Linked DNA regions of Hordeum vulgare: region 2 is linked to region 1. A link is a contact called in public Hi-C data. All regions are on one chromosome and are shown on one strand. The core of a region is the stretch at or near the end of the contact, and the rest is flanking DNA. Distances in the headings are between cores, read along the strand shown.

What was found. Hi-C and Micro-C count contacts between places; a contact is called where the count stands out from the background.
Region 2: a contact with region 1 is called in a Hi-C map of seedling, with 2.7 times the contacts expected there. The contact joins the promoter of LOC123407232 here to the promoter of LOC123407142 in region 1. A contact is called at or near these places in 2 of 6 Hi-C or Micro-C datasets (leaf and seedling).

What each region holds. Positions count from the first base shown.
Region 1 is chr7H:47,048,129-47,051,177 of MorexV3_pseudomolecules_assembly, forward strand. LOC123407142 (serine/threonine-protein phosphatase PP1) reads right to left here and starts at 1,772. Exons shown (of 3, transcript XM_045100210.1): 1 at 1,405-1,772; 2 at 1-62. The coding sequence starts at 1,582.
Region 2 is chr7H:47,203,302-47,206,658 of MorexV3_pseudomolecules_assembly, forward strand. LOC123407232 (transcription factor PIF3-like) reads left to right here and starts at 1,557. Exons shown (of 7, transcript XM_045100320.1): 1 at 1,557-2,081; 2 at 2,201-2,266; 3 at 2,403-2,468; 4 at 3,001-3,324. The coding sequence starts at 1,710.

The sequences.
Region 1 (3,049 bases), core at 522-3,021:
CGGTGGGAACCCACCATACTCGAATAATCGAAGAAGATCAGAATATTGGCCATGGATGTCCCCTGTCAGTGAGTAAATAGCATATCAGTTAAATGCCAAATGTGCTTTTAAATCATCATATTATTGTAAATTCAGACGGCAGATTTGGCAACAGAATTTATAATATTAATTAATCCCGAGGTAGTCTTTTCATGGTACTGCTTACATTATAAAGCTATAACTTCAGTTGGACATATAAATACCAATCATATATCAGAGGAAGCTATTTCGAAATGTCACAATGAATATATACTATGCCCACTTAACACCTACGTTCACCTCAGCTGCAAATTACCAAAATAAAATAACACGATTTGGATTTTGCAATTTGGTGGATAATCTGCTCCAGCTTATAATCTGTGGACTCCAGTACTGATCCCCACTGCAACAGCAGATTCATAATCTGGAAGGCTGACAAGTATCACACCGCAACTGTGATTATGGGGTGAAACACGCATTCTGAGACATTCATGTATGTTCTGTGCGCAAGCTAAGGAAAAAAAAATGAACAAGATCTAAGTCTCCCCTTTTAAAATCACAGAATCCTTAGGAACAATTTCCTAGGGCTCACAACAGGTCAACTTGTCAAGATTAGATAAAGTGTGCTGCACTGGTGCTACAGAAAGTTTCATAGGCTTTAAAGTGAAGGGATACACGTTGTTCAACTGCCGTATTTTTGTGTTGCCGAAAGCAATAGCTTTAATCTGTTCACTTCTCTAATGGTAGAACGGCCCATCTCTCAAACAGTCCTCAAGTGCTAATATAGTACTTATTGGTAAAAGAAACATGTAGCCACGAAGAGCTTTAGCAGTTAGCACCATTTTATACATAAAATATATTTTAAAAAATGAAGACCAGAAAGCGATTTGAGGTTTGACATTCGGAATCAAACTCCAGAAGCTCTGCCACGCTTCTCTCAAGACCGACCAATTCATCAGCAGGTCAACGCAAAAAACGTTGAGGAAGATGAATCGTGCAAACAGTTTGCTCAGCCTCCCCAGAGAGAACATGTGTTCAATCAAAGATGCTATATACGAGAACAGCGAACCCGGTATAAACTTCTTTTGACCAGAAGGTAGCAGGAATTCCAATACCACCAAGCAAAACTAAAAGGCAGCGGATTCAAACCCCACGGGGACGCCTAAACTTAGCACGGAAGAGCTATCACGGCCAGGCCGAATTCGAAGGTACCCCGGAGGCGCGCCTCGCCACACAAGCAGCAGCCGCACATGGCACGGCACGAGGCGGCCTACGGAGGGGGCGCAGAGCCGTCGACAGACAGCAGAAAGGAAGCCTCGTGCGGTCCTGGAGGCGCGCGCGGGGGGGAGGGGAGGGGAGGGTTAGGCAGGAAGCGGGCGCCCTTACCGCAGACTTTGATGGGGGCCTCGAGCTCGAGGAGGTTGGGCTGGCTGAGGAAGACGTCCTTGGCGGAGGTGCAGAGGCGGCGGATCTCCGCGTCGGAGAGCTGCACGGGGCGCACCGTCCGCCCGCCGCGCGCCTCCAGGAGCCGCCGGATCACGTCGTCGAGCGCCGCCGCGTCCATCGCCCGCGTGGTATGTAGAGGGCGGGTAAGCCCTACGCGGGGAGCGGGGAGCGGCGGGCGGGGGCGGGGGCGGCGGCGGCGGCGGGTGGCTGGATAAACCCTAGCCGTGCGTGCGTGCGTGGCCTTTTCGTTCCGCCCGGGCCGACGGGGGTGGAGAGGGGGAGGGAAGGAGGGGGCAACGGAAAGAAAACGCGTAGAGAGGGCGAGAGCGGGGGGTGGCTCGAGATATTATTGTTTGCGTGGTTTGGAAACGGAGCCCGCGGAGGGCGGCCGCGCTGCAGTCCGGGCCGGACGTGTCGCTGACTTGGACTGGCTCTAGAGCCCGGTCGGCACGGCCTGTCCTCATCATCACAGCAAACAGGGGGAGGATTTCTCTTATAAAAGATGCTAGACTCCTGGAGGAAGCCATCCACGATCGCCCCCTAAATCGCTATGAATAGTGTTGTGCCACCGCCTGAAAATTATGCACCACGCCGAGGGCATTTTAGTCTTTTCATGTACAGGGGTATAAATCACATCCGCTGTCGTGGAGAAACCCTCGCCGCCGCCTCCCGTCCCACTCGCCTCCCCCTCCTCGTCGCCCTCCTCTCTTTCTCTTGCTCACCCCTCTCTCTCCCCATCGCCCCTACCCACGCCAACCGGTTCCGGCAAGCTCCGTCCGCCGCACGCCTTCGAGCTCCCTAAGATCCGCGCCTCCAACCCTCCGTACAGATCCGGTGCTCAAAGTCTCCATCCTCCCCCGCGGCTAGGATTCAGACGCCTCCCCAAAACTTCGTCGGAATCCGCCACAACCGGCAATAACGAGGCCAAAGGTGACCGGATCCAGCACAGGTTGGTCTCTCCCCTCTTTCTTCACCCACCCTCTCCTCCTCACCTCACGCCATCTTGTCTTCCCTTTTTTGCAGGTTGCCACGGCACGGACGGCGACGACGACAGGAGGGGCGCGCACATCCATGGGTCGGGACGCCGCCATGAAGCCACACACAGGCCCCATGGAACCCCCCTCCTTCTCAAGTGAGTCTTCTCAGGCCCGACCCCCTACCTCTCCTGTACTTTGAGCTGTACTATGCCCTGTTTCAGATTTTGAAGGCATCTGTACTTGAATCTGAAACATGGTTAATCCCTTCAGGGTATATATGGCAAGTTAGGTGTTCGCTGCTGTCTGAGGTTAATCCCTTAATTGGTTGTTGTTTAGGGTTGATTAGATTATCCTTCTCCAAGGAAATCCGTTATATATTTTTGACAGCTACGGATATGCCTTTCTAATTGTAGAGTGACAGCTTTAACCAAAGTCTGTTTACTTCACTCAGCCTTCTATTCATTGATTTTGTACATGGTTCTTGAAAGTAGAACTTCCTAAGCATTTGAGAGTGTTCCAGTTTGCTTAATCATTGCGCCTATGTGCTCTGGGTTAAAATTTTATTTTTTCTCTTTGTAGGAGCTTCGGAAGGGTTGCTCACCAACGAA
Region 2 (3,357 bases), core at 307-2,806, 150 kb after region 1:
TTACTTGAACGATTACCTGCTTATGAGTTAGGATTATACTCTTCATGCAAGCATCGACAAACACAAGAGAAATATTGAGATAGACTTAATCATAGCACTAAACATTAGGATCCAAACCATCCCGTCGTACAATAATTCATAAATTTAGGTTTAGGTTTTCATCACTTTCGCAACACATCATCTATAAATTAATTCTAGAATGTCTTCCCCTAGGTACAATGATGGTGATGTGTCGTATAGTCCACACTCACATAACACCACTAGAAGAAGGAAAACACAACGTATCAGAAAAACATTAAACAATATTCAACTTCACATGGTTACTAGCAACAAGACTTCTCCCATGTCCCAAGAACTAATGAATCTACTCATAAGACACTATATGAATCATGATCAACGGGTATAAATATATGATAAATAATTTGAATATATCAATAAACCTTACATGCATCAACTACAAGGCGTAATTGATAGATATAAGTACTCCCAGCAATAAATCAAGGTGGCTATGTCTTTTGGCCGTGTGGGTGCTATAGCGGCAAATGGCTTGGGCGCACTCTTTGCCTTTTGCACAGGTGACACCCCGATTCGGACTTGGGGATCTGAACTTGATCTTGTGCTGGTACAGGGGAGGTGTCGAGTGGAACTTGTGTGCTTTGTCGCTTCACGGATTATCCTCCTTGCATGACGAGTGTACTACCTCCGCTCCAAAGTAATTTGAAGCTTAAGTTTGATCAAGTATATAAAAATATATTAGCATTTAGGACACCGATTCAGCCTCGTGAGATTCTTTGCTCCCTCCGTAACTTATTATAAGACCTTTTTAACACTGTTATAGTGTCAAAAAATGGTCTGATATAAAACTTCTTTCACATTGTGAGAAAACGCCTTCCATTAAGTTATGGAGGGAGTATAATTTGTACGTCCTCCATGATAAAAATACAAAATCATTTAGATCATTACTTTATAACGATCTAAACGCTCTTATTCCTTCACATAGATAGTACTTTTGGTGTTGTGGACCTTGAAAATCTTATGTTTCTGTGAATGTGGTCAACCTAAGCAGATTTGACTTGCTACAAACGTAGTACTAAGTACCAGAACTTGAATTATTATTTTGATTGATGAAAGAAACACAGGCAGTACATACGAGTACGTGAGAGGGTGACCTCAGCCGACGCGGACAGCACGCCGTACCACAGAGACCCTCGACGCAGAAACCCAGAAGGAAGGAAGCAACGAGCTGAGCCGAGCTGAGGTCAGGTCAGGTGAGGCATCCCAAGCCCACACTCAACCGAAAGCCAGCATACATGCAACCCTCCCCTCCCCTCCCCTCCCCTCCCCTTCCGCAGCACAGACACATACACAGAGGCAGCAGGCAGAAGAGGAAAACCAAACAGTCGTGGAGCCAACCCGGGCGTTCGCTGACACGCCACCCACGCACCCGAGGAAAAAGTTGGTTTGCGCCAAAAAACAAACGGAACCCGAAGCGGGCAAGCAGCGGGCGGGCGCAAGCAAAGCCCGCTGCACGGCAGCGCAGCAGCGCGGCATGGGCGCAACACTAAAAAGAAGCCACGCTCCTTCCTTCCTCCCTCCCCTCCCCTCCCCTTCCCTCTCTCTCCCCCCCGCTCCGCTCCCCACGCTTCTCTCTCCCCCCCTGCTCCGTGGGGTGGCGTGCGGCGGCGAGAAGGTGGCCGTGGCCGGGCGGGATGGAGGAGGAGCAGCGGGACGGCGGGTTTGGAGGGGGCGGGGGCGGGGCGGTGAGGGAGCTGGTGCTGATGCAGCAGGAGCGGAGGCGGCGGCGGGAGGAGGAGGAGGAGGAGGTGCGGCGCCAGATGTTCGGCGGAGGGGCGGCCTTCCACGCCGCGGCGGCCGCGGCCGCGCTGGGCCAGCAGCAGCACCACCACCAGGCGGCGGAGTACGGCGACATCGGGGCCGGCGCCGGAGGCGCGTTCTACGAGAGCGAGGCGGGCGGGTCGTCGGAGCCCGAGCCGCACGGGACGTCCGACCGCCCGCGCGGGGGCGGCGGGTCCGGCAGCAAGCGCACCCGCGCCGCCGAGGTGCACAACCTCTCCGAGAAGGTGCTGGCTCTCCGTCGCGAACCCTTCTCCCCCTCAGCTCGCTCTTCCTTTCTTGCTCGCTCTTCTCGCCATGCCCGTTTTCCCGCCGCTCATTGCTTGCTTGCTCGACCGGACCGCAGCGGCGGAGGAGCAGGATCAACGAGAAGATGAAGGCGCTGCAGAGCCTGATACCCAATTCCAACAAGGTCCGCAGCAGCACACGCGCACAAAACCAACCAAACCACCCCCTTCATTTTTCTTTCTTCGTCCCATGAACTCCGGGGCTGCAGAATTAGCGCTCCTGAATCTGAACGCGTTGGTTCGTGGCTTGGGTTTTTACAGACTGACAAGGCGTCGATGCTCGACGAGGCCATTGAGTATCTCAAGCAGCTGCAGCTCCAAGTACAGGTCAGTAAATGAGTGCCCGGATGGCTGGACGATGCAGTACGGTAGTAGGAGTAGATGCTACAACTTGCTGGTGCATTCATTTTAACTGACGGTCCAAACTGCAAACATTGACGTAGGAGCAAGAGTTTTACTGTGGGTGTTGTCCTTATCGATTCTTTATCCAATGCTGGGGAAATTTTCGCATGGCACGGCAGTATCTACTTTCTGTTCTGTCGAGTGTTTTCCAGCCATATCTTATAAGTACTCATTGGATTTCCTTGGGGAAATTTTCACACGAGTAGAACTGTTGATCTCCTTGGATTCACAGTGGGATTTATAATGCTGATCAAAATTTCTGTTATGTTGGGTCTATTTTCCAGTTAACATTCATGCTAGCTAGCTATATTCAGTGCCAGCTTGCATTTATGTTAGCTAGCTATATTCAGTTGGTAGGTGCTAATAATTGAACTGTACGTTTGAAATTTAAATATACAGTTCAAATGCAAGTATCAATACAGAGTTTTTGCTCCGGTACTTACTTTCCCCCCTACAGATGCTGTCTATGAGAAACGGGGTTTACTTGAACCCATCGTATCTATCTGGAGCACTTGAGCCTGTGCAGGCATCACAAATGTTTGCAGCACTTGGTGCTAGTGGGAGAAATGTGGCGGCACCAAGCTCCGGGGCAGTAGCGCCACCTGTAAACCAAAGTTCAGGAGCTCATCTTTCATTCGATCCGATGAATTCTCCTCAACAAAATCAACCACAGCCTCTTGTGTTAGCAAGCTGCCCTAAAACAACGATTCCAGAGCCCCCATTTCACTTGGAGTCGTCACAGTCCCACCTTCAGTCATTTCAGTTGCCTGAATCCTCTCAGGTAACAGAGCACAAAACCGACCACTACCTTATT